Linked DNA regions of Mus musculus: region 2 is linked to region 1. A link is a contact called in public HiCAR-type data. All regions are on one chromosome and are shown on one strand. Each heading gives the region's core, a stretch centred on a gene start, on an enhancer-like site or on the middle of the called end of the contact. The rest is flanking DNA. Distances are from core to core; before and after follow the strand shown. Region 1 holds the start of Slc25a26 (solute carrier family 25 (mitochondrial carrier, phosphate carrier), member 26). Region 2 holds the start of Mitf (melanogenesis associated transcription factor).

Region 1 (7,960 bases), core at 1,495-3,994:
AAAAAGGTTATCAGGCAACTGACCAAGTTCAAGATTTAGGGTGACTTGTGCTGAAAAAGTGTAAATTCAAAACAAGACAAGATGGGGTGGGGGGCAGAAAACTCGAAAGCTGTGCACAACCAATCAACTACCTAGGACCTGAACGGCATGCATGAGGCTCTGAATGCAAGCACCAGTACCACCCCCCAAAGTCAATCTGTGCCTCTCCCTGCAGAGAGACATACATTATGCTCTTAAATTTATCAAGTAAGTGATATAATACATACTGTACACTCCCACCTCTGACTACACGCAACTATGGGTGAACCCAAGTCTAGACACATACACACAGGTGGCTAGAGGTTAAATACCTCCCTGGAATGGGCTTTGTGATAAGTAGGAGTATTATTACTGCTTTTTATTGCTTGGTTTATAAGGAACACTGCAGCATAAGTCAAAGCCATTCAACATGAATATGCCTAGTCCTTCAAAACTTCTTCAATCCACTGGCTGCAGCTGACAGGCACTAGGTAAAGAATAACTGAGAGCGTGCCCTCATCGGCCCTTGCTTCTCCTCTCCATTGGCAACCTGTACACTTGCACAAAACGTGGAGCGCCATTCACTCCAACTATGATGAACTACTATGGTTCCCAAACATGTCCAGAACTTTCTCCTTCTCTGCTTTAGCTTAGGTTTTTCTCGAAATCTGGAATGGCCTTCTTACCACCTAATTCTCCCCCCTTTAAACCCCACAGACACACATATCCCTGCCAAAAATCCCATCTGCTGGTTTGACAGCAACCAAATGCTATTCCTCATAGAGCTATCCCCAACCTTCCAGTTAAGAATAAAAGGCTACCTCCTCTATTCCTCTCATAACTATATTTATATATTCCTTTATACTACCAATCATGTGTGGTAATGCAAGAGTCTTCGGAGTACAAGTCAGGTCAGTCACCTTCAACTTGTCTAACAACTAACCCAGCATCTCTGACACTGCAGGGTTTCCCAATCAACCATAAGATGATAACATTTCTAGGCGTTCGTTCCCCCAATCACAGTGGTACTTATACCCTGGGACACTTCTCTAAAAGCCAATTCATCATCGCCTCCTAACAGGAGGGCTGTAGGATTCAATCTGTTCAACGAGGCTGCTCTTAAGAATGAAAAGGTGGCTGTCGAATTGGGCTTGAGTATTCTTCCATTCCTTCAGAAATTCTCTCAGGTTAAATTATGGCCTCAGAGCACAGGTCTGTTATCAGACAGAGCTAGCTGGCATGAGCTCACTTCTTGGGAGAGCCTTGGATCTTCTTAGAAAACGATTTCATTTCTATTTCTTCATGTACAAAATGGGGGAAAGAGCACCTGTGCTTTCAGAGCTTTGGAGAAGTAAATAACAGTAAATGAAAATTAAATACAATGAAATGAGCCTGGGTGCGATGTGCTATGTGCTTGTGCTCGTGCACATATGTGTGTGTGTGTGTGTGTGTGTGTGTGTGTGTGTGTGTGTGCAGCCCAACCTTGAGTCAGAAGTCTTTCTCATTGTCTCTCCTCTTTCTTCACTGAAGCAAAGGATCTAGAGATCACTAAAGGTTAGTCTAGCTCACCAGCTTGCTCCAGGGATCCCTTGTCTCCACCTTCTGAGCACCGGAATTACACATGGGCCACCAGACCCACCCAACATTTCCCAGGGTTCTGGGAACTGAACTACAGATGCTATAACTACTGAGCCATCTCCCCAAACACAAATGAATCTCATATATTTAGGATGCCTGGCCCATAACCTGTTATCACCTCTTCCCATAATGTCCTGAACCTAGTCCACCTGTCACTTACCCGAGCAGTCACTTCTGTACTGTCTCCTACATCTAACTCTTATGGGCAGGTTTCTCTTGTTCAACACTCTATCTCCAACCCTTCCATCAGAGCAGTAGCTAGTTCTGTAAACAAATGCCCCTGGGCTTCTATTTGCCCTTAGCAGGAGCATTTTAAAAATGAAGGTATTTCTTGTCTGCTTCTGTTCACTCTTCCAGAATAAAATCAAAGTTAACCAGTCTCTCTTACATCTGCTAAATCTATTATCTCCTGCTAGACCTGCTGTTATAGGCCCCTCAAAAAGCACTGGTTCTCATAAATCGACAGAATTAGCCAATAAACCATCGACTCCACAACACCACTACTTATGCTCAGTATTTCTTCAAAGCCTAAACGTGGAGAAAAATGAGCAGATTACTAGGAACTAAATGTGTAGAAACTTCAAAAAGACAAGCTAGTATCTTGGATGGATGGGTCGTAAGTGTTTTCCTGAATAGTGTGTATTTGCATGTTTAATTCCCAAGTTCAGGTGAATATGGTGTACAAGGGAAGTCTTAATTTACTGAAGCCTTCAGTAAATAAGACAATGTGTCAAGCATACCTCATCTCTAAAAGCCCATCAGAAGCCACCAAGCCTTGAGAACAGACTTCCCAGACGTCTCTAGGCTTGGTCCTAGATCTAGCAGCCAGTGACCTGAGGACAGACCGACCACTGCTTAAACCCGGAAGAAAGCGGCAGTGCAGAGAAGCCGCCACAGCTCCCACGCAGCCTGCACCCAGCAGCCCACCCCTACCCGGTACTCACCACCAGCGAGGCCGTGAAGCCCGGCGCGTCCATGGTCTCCCAACGCCGCCAAGGTTAAAAATCACAAGCTGGGCAAAAGCAGGTGCTGACTTAAAGAGCTGGGCGCCGCCATGTTGGGGCGGGATATGGAGCAACTACTTCCGGGGCAGAACTCGTGACGTCACACCACAACAAAAGCACGTGCGTCGCTCGGTGCTGGTCGCTGAGCCTTTCCTGGAGGACCCTGGGGTTTGGAGCTTCTCCGGCTTCCTGTCCTTCAGCAGCCGGCTCCGGAGGCGCTAGGCAAGAGCCTCGCACAAGCCTGTGGCCCCGGATGGGATCTACGAAAGACCCCGGAGGAGAGACCAGAGCTGGCAGGACTGGGACCAGGCGGCACTGCCTGTACCTGAAGGCCAGCCCTGTGGTTTCCTACTCACAATCCAAGTCCGTTATTCCTTCGCTTTATCTGTGCAGGCTGGCTGGATTTCTGTTGATCCAATTCCAGAAAGAAAGAAAAAAAATGTTAAACAAAAATACGTTTTTATTACCAAAAAAAAAAAAAAAGTATTCTCCATTTGTACTGACGTTTATTTCTCTTTAAATTAATGTACTTAAAGTAGGAGAGTGATCACTAGAGACTACGAAGGGAAGAAGGATGGAGGTAGCTGCTATCAAAATACAATTAGTTAGGGCCAGTGAGATAGCTTAGTAGGTAAAGGCGCTTGCCTCCAATTCTGGAGGTGACAACTAACAAATTCCTATTAGATAGGGCGAGTGAGATGGTTCTGCAGGTAAAAGCTCTTGCCACCAACCCTGCAACCTGAGTTCACTCCCTGGGACCCATAGGGTGAAAGAGACAACCAGTTCCCACAAGCTGTCTCCCAATGTCTGTGGACATACCTAATATTTATTGTATATCATATATTTTGCATATTATATTTTATTACATATTAATATGTTGATAGTGAAATAAATAGAATTTAATACTTAAAAAAATACAGCTTAATAGTGAGTGTAACTCAATGGTAGAATATGTGTTTACCTAGCAGGGCCCTCGTGTAGATGGAGGAAGACAGGAAGAATAAGTACCATTGCTCTGCAGGACAGTAGGATTGCTAGTTTACAATTTACTTACGTGTGTGTGTGTGTGTGTGTGTGTGTGTGTATTTCAGTTGGTATTTGAGTTTCACTGTAGCCTATGATAGGCTAGAACTGGCAATGTAGTTATGTAGTTCTGGTGACCTCAAACTCATAACAATTGTCCTGCCTCTGCCTCCCAAATGTTGGAATTACAGATGTGAGCCATTACACTTGGATAATAATTTGGGTTTTCTTTCTAGGGTCTTGAACATGCAAGGGCAGTATAGATGTAGCCACAAAGGCTACATATATAGTTCCACCTACCTAGTCACTGTTATATATTTTTATAGAGAACTAAAAGAAAATAGAAAATTTCAAAGATGACCCACAAAGAAATGATATTTAAGGAATTATACATGCTAATGGCTGACTTAGCCATTTCACATCGTGTGGGTGTATTGAATTATCACCCACTACCCTAATAAATTTGTACAATCACTGTGTCAGTAAAAAATAAAGTGGCATAAAAAAATGACTTGCTTTGATAGTTGATTATTCATCTTGCTCACTGTGAAGGCAACGTGTGCTCTTGGATGAACATGTCATTAACTATTTAGCAAGTTTCTTGGAGTAGACTTGTCTTCCCATTTACTGGACAATACCTTCTAACCTCCGCATGCATGAAGGGCCTACTACATCTCAGGTAGCAGGTATGTTGTAGAACTAAGTGACTAGTGGACTTTTTAACCTCCAGTAATCTTGTGTGAGCCACAGAGGATAATCCTGACTCACTCAGTCAATTTATTGGAGACCTGATTGACAACTGCAGAAACCGTTTCTGTAATATAGAGCAACGTGACCATAACAGCAGGGCTCACACAGGCCGTGCTCACACTCAAAGGCAGGGAGCGAGTATACAGACTGTGAGCATGAAAGGGCAGGGATTCTGAGGCCATCTGAGAATTCACCCTACCACACTCTTTTATAGCATGGCTTCATTGGAGGCCTCCTCACAGCCCATTGGGGTCTACCAGTAAGCTCCCACTAGAATTTCCCTCAGAGTCCCTATACCTTTCACTTTTGCTTTGCATCAAGGCACTCCCACAGCTCACTAAATACTGTTCTACACCATCTCCATGTCCAGAAATCTGATTGGTTGGTGAGTTGGTTGGTTGGTTTCAGCTTAACAAGTAAGTAGCTTAAAATACCAACAGCTTTTACCTCATACTCCTTCTGTTAGGTAAAAATCTGAGAGAACTTAAGCTTGGCAGTTCCAAGTCGGGGATTCTCGTAACTTACAGTGTCAGTGTTGACCAGGATCATCTCATAAAACTTGATCATAACTGGAGAATCTACTTCCAAAGTGGTAGCTCACTTCCATAACTGACAAATCAGTGATTAGCAGGAGGCCTCAGTCCCCACAATATTTACCTCTCCGTGTTGCTGCTTACCGGTCCTCATGTGACTATTTTCCTCAGAGTGAGTACTTTAAAAGATAAAAAGATAAAAACTACAGTATTTTTACATTTTAAAAAATGGTATGTGTATGGGTGCTTTGCTGCATATATGCCTATGTACCACGTACATGCCTGGCGTCTGATGCCCTAGAAATGGAGTTGTTCATAGTTGTGAACCACCATGTGGGTGCTGGAAATGAAACCCAGATTCTCTAGAACAATCAGTACTCCTAACTACTGAGCCATCTCTCTACCCACTCCCAATTTTTAAAAATTATATCTATTTTATGTATATGGATGTTTTGCCTGCCTATATGTGCCTGAGAAGGCCCAAAGAGGGTGTTAAGTCCCTCGAACTAGAATTACAGATAATTGTTCCTTACCATGTGAGTGCCAGGAATCGAACCATGATCCTCTGTGGGGAGGAGAGAGCCAATACTCTTAATCCATGAGCCTTCTTTCTAGACCAAATTTTTTTTTAATTCTAATTTAAAATACACATCATTTTCCCTTCCCTTTCCTTCCTCTAACCTCTCCCATTTCCCCCTCCTATTCCATCTTAAATTTATGGCTTCTTTTTCTTTGATGATTATTGTCACACACACACACACATACACACACAAATACAACCTGCTGAGTCCGTTTACTGTTTTTGTATATTTTTTTAGCACTGGTTCTTAGTATTCCAATTAGTGGGCTCATCCCTAGAAAAGACTCTTTCTCCTTCTTTCAGCAACTGTTAAACTGTCTTCTATGACCTGACTCAGCAGGAAGTCAGTAGCCATTATTGCAACAGCTTACTGGCATGACAATACAAGTCATGTGTATATACCACTGTGTTGGACTATGTAAATATCAATGACTGACATATTGGGAACTGGTACCCACATTAGAGAAATGCAAGTAGAGACCACAATAAAATACCACTGCATGCCTATAATCCCAGCACTCAAAAAACAAAGACACAGGATTGCTACAAGTTTAAACCCAGCCTGGGCTACATAGTAAGTTCTGTGCTAGCCAGTTCTATATAGCAAGCAAGACTTTTTCTTTTTTAAAAAAGAAAGAGAGAAAAAGAGCCACATTCACTGTAGTGGCTAAAATTAAAAAGACCAATGTTGTCTAAGATGAAAAAACAACTAATGCACTGTCTTGCTGAAATAAAAATTATACGCCTACTATAAAATATAATTGTCACCCTAAAAGACAAACATAGTGTATCCAAAACTTTTACACTACTATTAAAAGGTTTATATAAACAGGAAAAATGGAAATACCCAGCTGTCTATCAACTAATGAATGGATGTAGTGCATGGATTGTAGTGCATAAAGAGCATCACTCAACCATACAAAGTAATCTGGGGGCTAGTGAGATGGCTTAGTGGGTAAGACCACTTGCTATGCAAGGATGAGTTTGAATCTGCCGCAGTCACATAAGAAAGCCAGGCATGGCTGAGTGTGCCCACAACCCCAGCACTGGGGAGCAGAAACAGATGAATCTCAGGAGCTTACTGGCAAGGAGCCTAGCCAAAGACTCAGGTTCAGTGATAGACCCATAAATGAATGAAGAAGGCAGAGAGTGCTTGATAGAACAGGATACCCAGTGCCTCCTCTGGCCTCCCCAGGAGAGCACATGACATGAGCATCCTCGCACACATGTACACATATTGCACACCCCATTTGCACACACCATACACACACAACAAATAATAAATCACAAATAAACATTTTATGTAAATTATTGATGTGTACAACATGGGTTAATCTCAAAGCACAGTAGTAAATGAGAAATAAACATTAGAGGACTCACACTTGGCGATCTTAGGTCAAACTCGAGAAAAGATAAAATTTTAAAGTACTATTTTTACATTTTTTAATTGTGTGTGTATACATACAGACATGCATGAATGCATGCATATGTGCCACATTGTGAGTGTGGGTCCTCTGAAAGAGGACCTTTGAACTGTGGGACAACTTATTTTTCTTTGATCAACATGCTGGAATGGAATTCATAGGCTCATTGGCAGATGCTCATTCATTCATTAGCAAACATAATAGGAGAAAAAGCTTCCAACTGCAGATCTAACATTGGCTGTAACATTCCACTAACACATCCTGCGAGGCAGCTGTGTCCATACATGCTTGTACAAGCTACAGTACTCTTAGACCTTAGGGCTGCAGTCTCATTTTGGGGTTTTACAGTGTGAATGATCATGCATGGCTCTGTACTGTACAATTGACCCATTAGGTAGTTTATATGGCTACTGGGGTTGTGGCATTGGAAAATCCATGCAAGTTGCAAAGATAGAATCAGAAGAGCTTCAGATGACATGAATGACCTGGTATAGTTAAAAGTTAAAGAAGTTGCAAGAATAATTTATATAGTACATAATGAATTAAGGATAAAGCTTTTGAACTAGAGCTCAGCTGGCTTGGTGAAAAGGAGACATGAATTGTTCTGCGAGATCTAAGGGAGGAAAGCAGAGAAACGCTGCAGCAAGCTTGTCTGAATGCTGTACGCTCCTTTAGTAACCTCCACCTACGCCCCATCAGTCCCAAGAAAGCATCTCTTCTAAACAGCAATTCCCAATTGGCTAGCATTGTCTGCATCAGCAATTCTTGGTTTCTCAGGCAGTCTTCAATTAGGTCCTCCTGCAAGAGATGCCTTTTACTGCAGCACAGTCCCTGGTGGTTACGTAGAGGTGGCCATTGCGCCATTCTTCCTACTTTTCCACCCTTTTGTTTTTAGATTTTGACAGCCTAGTGGGAGCTGGGGTGCCATTGCCTTGACATTGTTGACCCCCGCCTCAGAGCATCCCCAGAATACTGGACTGTGCCTGTCTT
Region 2 (7,960 bases), core at 1,970-4,469, 3.3 Mb before region 1:
TATACACATTCAGATGTATGCACCGGTACACTGTGTACAGGGGTGTGTGGGTGTGTGTCTGTGCATGCATGCGAAGACTAGAGGCCGACTTCAGGTGTCTCCCTCAGTCACTCACCACTTGGTTGTTTGATACAGTTTCTCATCTTTTATCTCTTACTTTTCAATTCAGATAGATTGGCTTGCCAGCAAGCGCATCTCCTCCTCCCCAGTGCTGGGATTACAACCACCAAGCCCCACGCCTGCCTGCCTTCATGTGGGCTCCTGGAAAAGTACTCAGGCCTTCACACTTGTGTGGCAAGCATGTTACTGACTCAGTCAGATCTCAGCCTTAAAAAAAAAAAAATCAGTTTAATAAGAATACTGTGGCACTAAATTTAAAATTACTAAAACTGGCCAAGGCTGAGAGCGTTAAGAGATTGCTGCAATAATTCAGGCAAAAACTGACAATGACTTGGTCAAAGTTACAGCAGAGAGATAGGCAAGAAATGGGTGAATTCTGAAACAATCTTGACAAGTGGTCCTCACCCTTCCTAATGCTGCAACCATTTAATATAGTTCTTCATGTTCCTGTGACCCCCGACCATAAAATTATTTTTGTTGCTATTTCATAAGTGTAATTTTGCTACTGTCATGAGTCATAAATATAAATATCTGATTATGCAGGATATCTGACATGCAACCCCTGTGAAAGGGTTGTTGAACGGCCCCCGAGGGGTCTCGACCCACAGATTAAGAACTGCTGATGGAGACAATAGAATGGATAGGTGTCCTTGTTACGAGAATCTGCAAATTTTCATTACAACTTTTTCCTAACCAGGACGTTAGGGATGCCCCAGCAAAGTCTTCAAACTACAGTCAACGAGAAGGCCCTGAGCCACATTTAAAGTCACACACCGATGTCAATGATAATACCATTAGGACAACTGTCAAAAACAGTCAGAAAAGATGTCAACGTACTCCAGAAACTTAGTCACAAATTTTATTTAACGGGTTTATTTCAAAGAACGCATATCTACTCCATGCTACCTGGCACCTGCTGCTCGTACCAACATGTGAAGCCGTTTATGCCCACAGTCCCACATTTTTCCTTTCCTGTGCTAGCTAGCTAGCTACAGAGGACATGTGCTCTTGCGTGCCATTCTTGCTGACTGGGTAAAAGAATAGAACCAAATCCTTCCCCATGAGTGTCAGGGCACTCATTGGTTTTCCCCAGAGGTACCTTCTTCACTCCCTCAAACTCATTTAATGTATCAGCCACCATCAAAATGAAGAGCCCAGTTAATTAATTTCTTTCAGACACACACACACACACACACACACACACACACACGCACACACTCCCCCTGCCCCCCTCATTCTGGCCTTGTAAGCATTTGCTTATAGAAGCAAAAGCAGGGACTGACTGCTCAGTAAAACACTGGTCCCTTCAGCCACATGCAGATAAAGCTCTAATGAGCATAACCAACAATGCGCTTTACACAGTATCACTCTCAGAGCACCCAATACACCCTTATCTACATTCACACACAAATAGCCATTATGAAAAGAAGCCACTAGTGAAAGGCTGAGTTTATGCATCTTGATGCCTAACACATTTCCTTCCACTCTGCCACAAGCATGTGCAAAAAGCCTGCCTTAGCCAGGGAGCCAGGGCTTCTGCTCCTCCCAGAGTTTGTTCCCATGACTGGATTCAAGGTCCTGTCCCAGCCCTGAAGGAAAGCAACCTGTCTCCACTTTATAAGACCCAGCCTTTTTGTCTCCCAAACCAAAGATTCCACCCCTCAATTCTGCCTTCCTGGCCCCTGAAAGTGAGTCCCTCTGCCCCTCTACCAGGGGAACCTCACTCATCTAGACCCTAGACAATTGATGCACCAGGTGATGATGTTAGCCTTACTTCATCGCACAACTGAAAGGGTGGAAATAAAGTCACAGATTCCAGTGACTATCCCCCTCTCTGTAAACATGACAAATAAGAAGCACTTCAAGGGTCCAGAGGGACCAAAGAGAGTGATAACCGATTCTGCCAGGCAAGTAGCAATGGAGGGTGGCGTGAGGGATTAGGATACTGCAGAGGTACTGAAGAGTTGGGAGGCACCAGACTAGAGAACATCTTCACTCTAGGCCCAAAGTTCTTGAAGCGCCTGGAGAATTAAATGTGTGTAGGTGCCAAGAGAGCATTCCCAACCACCACAGACCTCTAAGGTAGTTTGTTTGTTTGTTTCTTTCTTTCTTTCTTTCTTTCTTTCTTTCTTTCTTTCTTTCTTTCTCTCTTTCCTTCCTTCCTTCCTTCCTTCCTTCCTTCCTTCCTTCCTTCCTTCTTGCATTTGTAAAGACTTCTATTCCAGACAGCTTGCCCAGCTTGAGAGACACGCCCACCCACAACCTCCTCCCCTCCTTTTATTCACCCCCCCCCCCCACACACACACACACACCTCCTCGGTGCTGTCCTGTGGCAGGTGAAAGGTGAAGCTCAGGTGAACTTCACCTAGAGGCCTCTCTGAGTAGTATCTCCCAGAGGGGCTGGTCTACAAGGGAAGACCTCCAGGCCAGTTCATCGCTGCCCTGGAGCATCAGATCCCCCTCTCCTGAGCCCCTCAGCCTGCTAGGGAGCTTCAGAAAAATTGCTCTTGGTAGCACCAGATCACAGTCCCTGTCCGGTGCTCCTCCTACCCCACCTCGCGCCGGGTACCGCCCCAGCCCCCATCTAGCTCAGCAGCTGGCATCTGCAGCCGAGGGTCCCCACGTCTGGATGAGCCATCCCAAGAGACTCGCGGTGTCCCCAAAATGCCACTGTCAGATACCCTGGGATGCAAGCAAGTCGTCTGTAAGCGGGACCCTAAATGCCAGGGGCCAGGTCGCCCTGTACCCCAAGGCAAGGGCACGGGGTCCTTGTCCTAGAGCTATCCAGACTGACTGTTCTCCTCCCAGGGTAGCAGGCGCGGGGCCCATGGGCCTCCTGCCGCGCCTCCCTCCAGCTGTCACCACTCACCTGCTCTTCAGAGGTTGACTTTTGAGTTCGTAATAGGTTTTGGGTTCTTCGTGAAACTCCTCCCCGACTTCGAAATCCGCCACGATTCCCGATTCGGACTGCATGACTCCCTCTTGCCCGCCTTCCACTGCTTGGGACTTGGACCAGAACCCGGGCACCTGAGAAAGATGGGGGGCCTCGGGTACCCCAAGCCGCGCGCCCCGCGCAGTGCCCCACTCAGCCCGCTAGCCGGCCGCCCGCCCCGGCGCGGTGAGTTTACTCTCACACCAGAGCGGGAGGGGCTGAGCCCGGTGCGCCCTGGGATTTGTGGTTCCGCCTGGGCAGAGCACACCAGCTCTCCAGGATATCAGCTTCCGCAAAAACTACAACTCCCAGAAGGTCAAACCGGGGAGAGACAACGTGGTGTACACGGATAGTGCAAGTCCTGTTTGGATTCCTTGTCAATGTCAGCAGCTCCTCTCCGTGTCTCTCCGGTTTGCTTCAAGGATACAGACCTGGCTGTTTAATATTAATAAGAACAACTCAGCCTGGGCTTCTACTGTCCCTCCTGGTTTAGACATCTGCGAGGACACGCCGAGCGTTCATTTAAAAAATAAAACACTAAGGGGTTTTGAAACTAGAAAGTTTCGGTCAGAGTTAAAACCCATTTTTAAAATAAAAGGACTTTCTATTAGCCCCCGAGCTCTTCTGGACTGCAGCGACACATCATTTTGTCCTCTATTGAAACAGAGTGTTGGAAACTTCACTTTTATAATGAAAGCATTATTGGAGGAGTTGTTCTTGTGCGTTCTTTTTCTGGAACTCAGTATAAGCTCCCACAATACTCTTCATCAGTTGAAAGGCTCCTTTCCTTTTATCCAATTAGTCACCTCTAATCTAAAGCAGCACTTGAAGGATTCAGTTAATTTTAAAAGACATCAAGTTACCAAACAGCTTCACCACCACCACCACCGTCTGCTTTCAATTTCTCAGTTGGCTGGGAGTTCAGATGAGATTGTCCTAACATTGCAAGCCGGTGCAGCTTCAAGGTACTCGGCTAGGTGATGTATTAAATGACCGCACTTTAGCTCATTTGTATGTTCAGACCTGTCTTCTGGTTAGTTCCAGCAGGACTCTTCATGTTGTATAAAACATCAACGAGTGCTTTGAGACATTGGAGTTAAGGGTGGCATTTTAAGATGGCAGAAATTCCTAGTTCTTCTAAGAAATCCTGTGTAATCTTAGACATGTCCATTGGATTCCTAGAAGCCTTAATTTCCTCATCTATGAAAGAAGAGATTAGGAAACCTATTTGAGATGGTGTTGCAAGGTCAAAAGTAAGGAAAGAATTACTTGCAATTTGTATACACTAGGGGCAGGCAAAATGGCTCAGTCGGTAAATTTACTTATTTGCAAACATGACAACCTGCAATTGGTCCTCAGGACACACATGACTGAAGAATGGAACTATTAACTACTGCAATCTGTCTCCTGACAGCTGAATGCAGGTGCAGGTACACATAATACATACATAGAATTTTTTAAAAGCTGCTCAGTGATGATTAATTTTGGCTTTCTTTTGTGTATCTTGGAGGCATTCTTGGCAAGCTTGCATCTCTTCTGTGTATTTTTCACTTTCAGGAGTTGATAAACTAAATGATGATCCTAAAAGGTCTACACTGATGGTTGGGCATCTCCTTGGAGTTACCCACTCCTATATCTTGCCTCACAGTATAGCTTTTTCTTTTTTAATTTTATATCAGAAAGATCATGAATAGGAGTGGTGAGTGAGAACTGGAAAATGTATACATCGTTGAGGTAGCAATAACCAACATTTTGTAGCTGAATATTGTTCTTAAAATACTTCGGGGGTCCTTTCCTATAGCAATAGCATGGCAGGATATCTGAAATCACCCTGAAAAGCTTCAAGATGTTCATGGATATATTAACTGCTAGAAACAATATTCAGAGGTAACAGTATAGAAGAAGGGAAGTAAACCGAGAGAGCAGCATGTGTGTTTAGACTCTGAACTTCATCCAGGTCCTCCATAGTCAGTGCTGGAAAGTGGGAGCAGAAACTGATGGGCTTGGAGCAAGTCCAGAATTTGATGAGGTGTGAACCACAGATGCTAAACACTGTGCCTAACAGCAAGCGTTCTGGCCCAATATCACCCCGACTGAGAAACGCTGAGCCTTTTCATTGTCTGAATCTCTTGACCCATTAGGAGTTGTGTTTGGTTGGTTGGTTGGTTGGTTGGTTGGTTGGTTGGTTTTTTTGTTTTTGTTTTTTTTTTCCTGAACAAAGCTATGTACGTTCTTCTTAGAACACACAAATAGAAAGACACTGTGCCTAAACATGGTCTGTTGGCCCTTGGAAGGCTGGCTGTCAAAGACTTGTACCAGAATTGAGGTTTAGAACAATAATGAGGCCTGGGATGTGATTTAGTTGGTAGAGCCTTTGTCTATGGTGTATGAGGCCCTTGATTCAGTCTTCAACACTGCATAAACTAGTATGGTGGCATAATCAATCCCATAATCACAGCACCTGGGACAGGTAGATTCAGGATGGTTAGAAGTTCAAAGTCATCTTGGTTACATTGGGAGTCTAGGGCCAGCCTAAGCTAAAGAGTGATATCCCAGACCTAAAGGATCATTCTTAAAGCGAAAGTAAAAGTGAGAACATTCAAGACTTCACTGAAGCAGTTTCCAGAGAGCTCTCTGGGTGTAGCCCTGAGCTGGAGTTGTCTTAAGACTGCACATCCAGCTGCTGTTTCCCCCTCTTGTATCTTTTCTTTGTGCTCACTCTGCTCTCTGTTCAGAAAACCTTCGAAGGATCATCTGTTACAGTGCCATCTGCCACCCTGTGGGAGTGGGTATGTGACTTTGTCCTGACCATTATAGAATCCTATCTTTTAAAATAATTGCGGACTTGTTGACATTTCCTATGTATATGTAATATATTTTGATTAGAATAAACCCCCTTTTCTCTCTCTTAGCCCCTCCCTCTCCCCCTGGAACCCATCTTCTTCCCAACACAGCCCCCCTTCTACTTTTGAGTCTATGGGGGTTTGTTGTTGGTATTCTTTGTTTGCTTGTTTTGTTTTGTTTTATAAGCTCGTTGAGTTGAATTAGGGTTTACATATGCATGGATGTGAGGTGATTTCCTGGACCCTAAGCAGTTTACCGGTGGCTCTGCCCCATATAACATCATCTTTTAATACAGTGATTCCTTTAGGAATTGACATCGGACCCTAACACCACTTTTTCCTTAGAAATTTTCTCCTCAAATAGTTCTGATTTTGGAAGCCTGGGATGGAAGAGAAGGAAAAAATCTAGATGTACTGACCTATAGTTACCCAGGGTAGCTAAGCAAAAAGATGGGGGAGAGGGAAGTAGAAGCAAGCAGAAGAGATAGAAGAATAGAGAAGCAGAGAACTAAGACATTTCCACTCCTTGCTCCAACCAGGTCTGAGGTCAGGAGTCTTCGGACTTTCCAGACAGATGAAGAAAAAACTTTTCCTTTTCATTGGAAGTGTTTACTTGACTCACAATAGAGCTTGGTGCCTCAGTATATAAATTCTCTTTGCCTTTAAGTGGACAATTTTCTACAGAGTGACATACCACTAGCCCACATTACAAACTGCTGTTCACTTGGTGAGTAAGCTAAATAGTCTTCATCAATGAGTTAAAATCTGGAAGCTGATAGTGCTTAGAAAACATGTACTGAGTCAATAGCACCATACATGTAAATGGAGGACCTATCGGATGTACAAAGCAGTAATTAGAACTTATACTTATCATCATTAATATTACCTGTACTTATATAATGCTTTACATAGGCTCATCACATGAATTTCTTACTGCATCTCACAAAGACATTGCCTGGCTGGATAATCAAGGTCCTCAAGGTTCCAAGGTATACACTGACCGTGCCATAGTAGTGAACGGGGCACGACATTGGGTGTTTCAGCCACAAAGCTGGATAGCATTTAGTCTCTGCTTTTGTAAGACTCTCAGTCCCGAAGCTGAGTCAAGGCCTATGACAGAGTGAAGATGTGCTCCCACCTCCAGCTAACTCATCAACTGTTTACAAAGTAAGGGCACTAGGTAGGCATGAGGGGGAAGATCAGAGAAACATATGTAAGTCCATACACTCCGGGACATGGCCATTGCCTCTTTAGAACTAGGAAGGGACATAATTTAATGTTGTGAGAGTATCTAAGACAACAACATCCACTGAGGGGTAGGATAGTAATATTATGGCATTTTAAGAGGAGTTGTGACTCATCTTTTTTGAAAGAAGAACATGAAAAATTCAAGTCTACAAAAACTAAATGAGAACCAACTCCAAGGTCTGGTCATCAATGACAAAGTGGGGAATAAGTAAGAACAATGTGTTACTGACACCACAAGGGTGCAAGCAGACATCCAAGCGAATCAGAAATCCTAAAATATGCCACTATAACTTATTTTAAAAATGTATCTGGATATTTTCCTGTATGTCTGACAGTGCACCACGTACATACAGTGTCTGAGGAGTCCAGAAGAGGGGTTCAGATCCACTTAAACAGTATTGCAAATGTGTGTGAGCTGCTGTGTATGTGCTCAGAAGGGAATTCAGGTCCTCTGGAAGAACAGCCAGTGCTCTTAACCCCTGAGCCACCTCCCCAGACCCAATATTTCTACAGCCTTAATAAACAAATACCATAAAATAAAGGGGAAAGAAAAACTGCCATCAGGTTTTAGAGATCTAGGAGACATACATGTAAGGAATGTGACTTAGACTTCAATTTTTAAAAAAACAGAGAGAAAGAAGTGTATATCCTAAATATACTGTGTGGAATGCATCTCAGCTTTCACTAAAACAAACTCAAAGGCCAAAACTGAATAATGTGAAAAAATAATTATAATTTTTATTAGTTCTGATAATAGAAGTGTGCTTTTGTGACTGATTTGTTTGCCTTTGCTGGGAATGGAACCCAGGGTTTCCTT

What was found. HiCAR-type assays count read pairs that join an accessible place to other places.
Region 2: a HiCAR-type map of astrocytes shows a contact between it and region 1, with 6 times the contacts expected there. The contact joins the promoter of Mitf here to the promoter of Slc25a26 in region 1. A contact is called at or near these places in 1 of 39 promoter capture datasets (pre-B cells) and 1 of 115 datasets of contacts at active chromatin or transcription factors (astrocytes).

The regions. Positions count from the first base shown.
Region 1 is chr6:94,495,098-94,503,057 of GRCm38.p6, reverse strand. It overlaps Slc25a26 (solute carrier family 25 (mitochondrial carrier, phosphate carrier), member 26), which reads right to left and starts at 2,744. Exons shown (of 10, transcript NM_026255.5): 1 at 2,601-2,744. The coding sequence starts at 2,633. It also overlaps the pseudogene Gm19079.
Region 2 is chr6:97,802,317-97,810,276 of GRCm38.p6, reverse strand. Mitf (melanogenesis associated transcription factor) reads right to left here and starts at 3,219. Exons shown (of 10, transcript NM_001113198.1): 1 at 2,990-3,219. The coding sequence starts at 3,093.